Regions from separate parts of the Mus musculus genome. Here region 1 is linked to region 2. The links are chromatin contacts, called in public Hi-C maps. All regions are on one chromosome and are shown on one strand. The core of a region is the stretch at or near the end of the contact, and the rest is flanking DNA. Distances in the headings are between cores, read along the strand shown.

Region 1 (3,425 bases), core at 802-3,301, 49 kb before region 2:
TTTAAAAATATTTTTAAGATTTTTCCCCCTTTTCTTTTTCTTAGTCTCCCCCAACACACACCCCCACCAAAATTATTTAACTAAACCTCAGTTCGCCCACACACCTGATTGGCTGTGAACACTGTGAAGAGAAACTGAGGGGAAGAGCCAGGTCCCGCTGAGAGTGTCTGCCCAGCCTTCTCGCTCCTCACTCTTACGAAGCTATCTGTCCTCTCTCCCACAGCCCCCAACCACAGGCAACACACGGATTTCCCTCCCGGTCATACTTTAACTGGGACCCTTCTGAAGTATGGAAGGAATTTGTGGACAAGGTCCTGGGTCTGACATCATTGATACATACATTCTAAAAGACATGATTGTTCTCCAATTGTTTTGTGAGGTCCTGACGCCCTAGAAGGGCCCGGCTCCAGGCTCTACCCTTCTTTTGTATTTTGGACATGATAAATACCTGTTCTTCTCTGAAGAAGCTTTTCTAATATGCGGAGCCGAAAACTGAAAGCGGCCCTTATTTAACTGGGTTGAGTTTAATTAATCTGCCTGAGATTTCAGTGAGATGCTCTCGGCTCTGCTCATCTGCTGTCTTGGTCCTGGCAGTCTGTAAGGGTGCATTTCCTGAGTTAGACTACCCCTCCGTTTAGATAGCGAGGAACTCTGCTTGCTTTCTGTTGAACGGTGTGTGTCCCTCCTAGTCTGACAGGAGAAGCACAAGCCATTGCTCTCTGTAGAAGCTGTGATTATGGTGGTCTTTGACTCCCTAGAACTTGGTCGTGGAAGGGACCTGTTTCACCTGCATTTCACCTGCATTTGCTTTCTAAGCATTCTGGGACTTGGATGCAATTTGTAACCTCTCAGATCAGTTGTTTTGCTATGTTTTGTATTCATTAGTAGTGTGGGTACACGTGACATGTATATGAGGACACTTGTGTGTCACTGTGGGTGGGGAGGTTGGAGGAGTCAGCTTGGCCTTCTACCGAACACAAGTCTTCAGACTTGGTGCCAAGCGCCTTCGCCCTCTGAGCCATCTTGCCATCCCTCGGATCACATTTTAAGAGTTTTGTTGTTGTTATTGTTGCTGTTGTTGCTTTTTTTTAAAAGACAGGGTTTTTCTGTATAGCTGTGGCTGTCCTGGAACTCACTCTGTAGACCAGGCTGACCTTGAACTCAGAAATCCGCCTGCCTCAGCCTCCCAAGTGCTGGGATTAAAGGCGTGCGCCACCACACCTGTCAGTTTTTGTTCCAAGTGATCTGTGGCTTTCATCTGTTCCTTAGGTTCTGTTGGTGGCTTGTGGAGAAGTGCTCCAACCTCACCCAGGCCTGCCTAGCAACAAGAGCTTTGTTGTAGATGTAAAGTCAACCAAGATGCAAGAATATGTTAGAAAAGCAGCTTGTACTTGGTTTCCCTTCTTTTTTTTTTTTTTTTTTTTTTTTTTGGTTGATTTTTTTTCTTTTCTTTTCTTTTTTTTTTAAGATTTATTTATTGATCATATGTAAATACACTGTAGCTGTCTTCAGACACTCCAGAAGAGGGCGTCAGATCTTGTTACGGATGGTTGTGAGCCACCATGTGGTTGCTGGGATTTGAACTCTGGACCTTCGGAAGAGCAGTCGGGTGCTCTTACCCACTGAGCCATCTCACCAGCCCCCTTGGTTTCCCTTCTTGAGCTTGTGATTTTTTTTTTTAGAGGATCTACCTTAGGTACCATTTCTGAATTATAATATTTATTCTTTCCATTAGAACTACCTCAAACACTGACCTGGTGCTGAGCAGGTTTGTAATACTCTTGTAGAGTTATCTCTTCAGAGATGAGCCAAATGTGATTGATTTATTAATTAGCATAAACCATCCTCTGAAATTACCTTGCATTAATCACAATTCATGCAAAATGTATCCAATTAGTCTTAAGATGTAGGTTTGACAGACTCTCCTTTCTTCGGAGACTGAAGTCAATTTTAATAACCCTCTCTGGATAAATCATTAACTCAAACACAGCCTGAAATGACAAGGAGTGGAGAGGAAATTCCAAAACGCACAACAGCCGCACTCTGGCCATACCCAGAGCAATGAGAAATGGAGCCATGGAGGCAGGAGGAGACTGGAGGAGGCTGGAGGAGGCAGGAGGAGACTAGAGGAGGCTAGAGGAGGCAGGAGGAGACTAGAGGAGACTGGAGGAGGCAGGAGGAGACTAGAGGAGGCTAGAGGAGGCAGGAGGAGACTGGAGGAGGCAGGAGGAGACTAGAGGAGGCTAGAGGAGGCAGGAGGAGACTGGAGGCAAGAGGAGGCAGGAGGAGGTTGGAGGAGGCAGGAGGAGACTAGAGGAGGTTGGAGGAGGCAGGAGGAGGCAGGAGGAGACTAGAGGAGGCAGGATGCTGGCAGTTGGGGGTATTGGGTGGAAGGAAGGGGTTCAAGCCTATTCTTCTGAGATTGGGGGCTGGTGGAAAATGTGCAGAGTCCACGGAGAAGGAAACCCCACCCCCCATAGCTTAGCCTTTTGGTGAAAGACACTTAAAAGCTGTCCAGAGCCCAAGCAGAGTGATCCCCTGGTCACAAGTTGGAGTCTCCACCAGCCTCATGTACTTTTAAATGTTCCTTCTCTTTGCTCCAAACCTTGCTCTTTCAAAAGCCTGCACATTTCACTGCCTCCAGATCCCCGATCCCTGAGAGTCTGTCTTACCTACCGATAAGGACACAGAAACTCTTGAGGTTAAGGGCAAAATTATATGGCATGACCAGAGGGGAAGTCTCAAAGATCCCAGGGTAAGATACACAGCTTCTCCAGGCCTCAACGATCTTCTTACGTAATTAAAGAACAGAAATCAATGAAATTGTATGGTTTCACACTCAAAATGGTGGTGCTTTTAGTGTGTCGGATTCCAAGTCAGCTTTCTTAGTAACTTCCCTGAATTGTCCATTTAAGCATATAAATTTTGTATGCATTGTATATGTGCATGTGTATGTGTGAATGCATATATGTGTATTATATAGTTGTATCTGTGTATGCATGTATATATATGTGTGATATATATTTATATGTATTTACTCATGTGTGTAACATGAATATGTATAATACATACTTACATAAATGAAACTACCACACAACGAGGTCTGCGTGTGTCGTGTTTCCTTTGATTCTGTTTTTGTAATGCTGGAGACCAAACCCGAGCTCTCTAGCATGCTACCGTATGCTCTGCTAACCACTGATTTATGCCCCTAAATAGAATGTTCTACAGAAACTATAGAAAGTTTAAGGAATTCTAGTTTAAATCATTTCTGTGAGACCGAACTGTTTTGTCCCTAAAGACAGGGTGCCACTATCTAGGCCAGAACAGCCTGGGCTCTTGCTATGTACACCAGGCTGGCTTTGAACTTGCTCAGATCCTCCTACCTCAAGACCCTGGAGTTCCAGGATCACCCAGGCCTGAGGCAG
Region 2 (3,252 bases), core at 263-2,762:
GAATGCTTGCTGAGCTGTTGCGTTTTGATCGTGAATATTTATAAGGCTTTAACCTTATAAATATTATAGTTTATGATATTTATAGGGTAAATATAATACTTTAGAGAAAGATATTAATCTGTGGTGAGAAAAGGAACCCTAGTACTAAAAATGATCAATATCTTCTGGGCTTGGATGAGAATCAGGGCTGGCTTAAGGATCTACTTCCAGCGATGCTAATTAATTGTGAGTAAGTAATTGATTCACTTCCTTTGAAAAAAAAGACTAACGAGACCATATGTGGGTTGGTAGTTCTATGTAAAATGACAGCAAAAACATTCTACAAGGCAGGTTCTTGCCCCTTGCTAAGCTGTCTTCTTGAATTCTTCTTCCTATTTATTAAGGACTGCGTTGCTTACCAGTTCCGGTCGGTTCTTTTTTGTCCCGTTCCCCCCCAACCCCCACGCTTCTTTTTGATTTAGGAAATGGGTATGTATGCTTTTCTTGATGTTTTCCCACTTTTTGATACACCGAGGGCCAGCTTGAAAAAGAAACAAACAAGTTGACTGTTCGGTGTTAAGCAATAAATCTATTTTACATTTGAGTTCATTTGCATTTTGGAGCAGAAAAATTATTGGATGTGATTGTGGCCGCCATAGTTCCTCCCTGGGGCTTGCTTAAAACGGGACATCAGTCCCAGGCCTTTGGAGTCAAACCTTTTCCTGTCTTATCTTCTTTCATCTTTAATACGAGTCAGGAACAAAACAGAAGGGAAACGCTTTAAGTGAGATGGGCATAAAGAAGTGTGTGGTTTTTGTTTTTGAGCACACTTTTAAGCCTAGTTTCACTCAAATGAATTTCTCTGCAAACTAAGATTTATTAGGTACCAAGTCCAAATTCAGATATGAAACTATAATAGAAACACAAGCCCAGGGTGTTAAGGAAGAAATAAAAAGGCTTTTTGAAGATAACAATTTAAGAGAAAATTTATTCTTTTTAGGTCTCGGACCTTCCTCACATTGACTCTCTGAAAGTGTTAACCTTCACAACACCTCAGAACACCGCTATCCTGTGAGCTCCCGAAGCCAGTGGCAAGGTTGGTTTATTTTTAAATTTTTATTATTATTATTGTTGTTGTTCGTGATTCTGGGCGACCGGGGAGTTGGGCAACCGGCCCCTCCCCTCCTCTTCCCTCCCCTCCCGGGGCGCACCTTGCAAGGGAGGGGGAGGCGGCGAGGGAGGACTGGCTGTGCGCCTGCGTGCTGCGTTTGCAGCCCCCCCCTCCATCCCCAGAATACCTGTCACTGGAACCGCCCGGGCGCGAGCGCGCCACGTTAGGCCGGATGGCGGGACACGGCGCGGGGCGCGCGTGCGCGGGAGCCCACGGGGTGGGAGTGGGGTGCGCGCGCCGCTCCGCGGGGCTCGCGCCTCGGGGGGTCCGAGGGGGGCGTGGCCCGCAGCGGTGGGCGGGTCGGGGACGCGCTTGCGCACACGCGCGGTCACAGAGGGGGCGTGGCCGGGGGCGGGGCGTCAGGCGGCGCGGCCGGGGGGGAGGGCGCAACAGCTGCTGCGAGCACTTTCTGCCCCAACAGTCCCCCCGCCGGACGCCGGCCGCCCGCCCGCCCGCGCAGGGACCCCGCGCCTGCACTGTCCCCGCGCGGACGAGTAGGGGGCGCCCGCGCCGCTCCCTCGCCCCGCGCCGGAGGTGAGCCCGGCCCCCCGGAGCCTCTGTGGGGGTGGGGGTCCCGGCGCCCGCGGCCGTGGGAGGCGGGCATGGCGCGGCCCCGTCCCGGTCCCCGCGCCGTCGGGGCTAGCGGCAGACGCACAAAGGCCGCGCCGCCTCTGCCGCTCCTTCAGCCCCGCGGCTGGGCGGTGCAGCCGGACGGCCGCAGGTAAAGGGGCGCCGGGGCCGCGTCCCCACGGCTGCGGCCGCGCGTGGGGCTGGGAGGGACGGCCGAGACAATGGCCTGCCCGGCGCGGCGTGGCCGTCGGGGGTCCGGGCCCCTGCGGGAGCTGCGTCCTGCCAACCAAGGAAGGTGTTCGGTTTCACTCCCAAACTTAGAACGTCCCGCAAACTCCCGTGGGAAGTTCGTGCGGGTTGGCGGGAGGCGGCACCGCACATCCGAGGGCGCCGCCCCGTGCGCCTCAGTTTAGCCTCAACGCGAGCGGGCGCGCAGTGAAGGGCGCCCCCGCCTCAGACCCTCGGCGCACGGGAAGCGCATTCTTGGGCGGGGAGGGTGGGGGTGGGGACAGCGGGCGGGGATTTTTCCCGAAAGGTTTGCTTCCTGAAGTGAGCCGAAGTCCCGGGGGCCCACTTCTGGGACCCCCAGTGGGGGCCGGTCCGCACTCACACAGTAGTAGAAACTTTTAAACTTTTTATTGTTTGGGTCGGGGGCTCGGGGTGGTCGTTCCCAACCTTAAGGGCTGTGTCCTGTGAGCCTTAGTTTCTTTCTCTGAGAAACAGGCATTCCTGAGCATGCGTTGATTAAGGGGCACCAGCTTGGGGTCCAGGGCTGTAGGGCACCATGTGTACCCCAGGATCCCGTGGCCAGTTTCCTGGTTTGGGATGGGTTGGAGCCATTAAGTTGTATGTTTTAAGAGGCCTAGGTCTGATTTAGTTCAGGTTGATTCAATTATGTCTTCATCCCTTTTGAGGTGGTTGAATAACTTGACATGAGATTAAGGCCAACAAAAGAGGAGGCAGGGTAGCCACAGCTGCTGGCCATGCCTGGCAACTAGGTAGGGGCCTCAGGGGGCCTTTCACCTCTCTTTGTAAGAGAAAAACGTCCACAGCCTTCTTGACTACTTTTCCCAGAGTAAATCGACCACCTTGGTACCAAATTGGATATCAGATGTTAAGTTTTTGTTTCGAGAAGGATTAGTAACAGGTCTAGTTTCAAAAAAAAAATTTTTTTTTTTTTTTTGTAGTGACAAGTGCAGAGAACTAACCTTACTGCTTTCTGTCTGGGGAGTGTATCTATCAGACCACTAGTTGGTGCTTAGTTACTGTGCTGAGAACTTTTAAGGTGTGTCCTTACTGGTAGATGACTTTTCCCCCTCCTGCTGGAGAAGTCGTATTTATTTTAGATACTGTTTTTTCAAACCTGTGGAGCCTGGTGGTATATTTAGGCTATCTGGTTATTTTGGTTTTAATTTTGAATCCTGATTTGATTGAGTCCCTCCACCATGCTGCCAGCTTTCCAGTTATGTAAGTATAAAATCCAAGAGGCAGTGACCTCTGAAGACTGAGTTGTGGATAGTTAGCATTAGTCA

The links. A called contact is a pair of places that touch in the nucleus more often than the background predicts.
Region 1: a Hi-C map of DN3 thymocytes shows a contact between it and region 2, with 3 times the contacts expected there. The contact joins the enhancer-like site here to the promoter of Zfp217 in region 2. A contact is called at or near these places in 9 of 39 promoter capture datasets (the C10 cell line, the HPC-7 cell line, embryonic stem cells and 6 more), 1 of 15 datasets of contacts at CTCF or cohesin (CD8 T cells), 51 of 484 Hi-C or Micro-C datasets (the 63-12 cell line, B cells, CD4 T cells and 29 more), 26 of 115 datasets of contacts at active chromatin or transcription factors (the 230-238 cell line, CD8 T cells, the HPC-7 cell line and 16 more) and 3 of 9 other capture datasets (adipose tissue, liver and pancreatic islet).

Annotation. Positions count from the first base shown.
Region 1 is chr2:170,178,822-170,182,246 of GRCm38.p6, reverse strand. The region is part of intron 2 of Gm34403 (predicted gene, 34403); the gene reads left to right. Among named protein-coding and RNA genes, the nearest start is that of Gm34403, 4.2 kb to the left of the region's middle. Within about 2 kb of position 2,051, at least 14 of the 459 cell types and tissues checked have an H3K27ac peak or open chromatin away from gene starts, as enhancers often do. A contact at or near this core is called in DN3 thymocytes, the G1E-ER4 cell line, the SCID.adh cell line and 1 more, where this site is marked.
Region 2 is chr2:170,129,480-170,132,731 of GRCm38.p6, reverse strand. Zfp217 (zinc finger protein 217) reads left to right here and starts at 1,512. Exons shown (of 6, transcript NM_001033299.3): 1 at 1,512-1,684.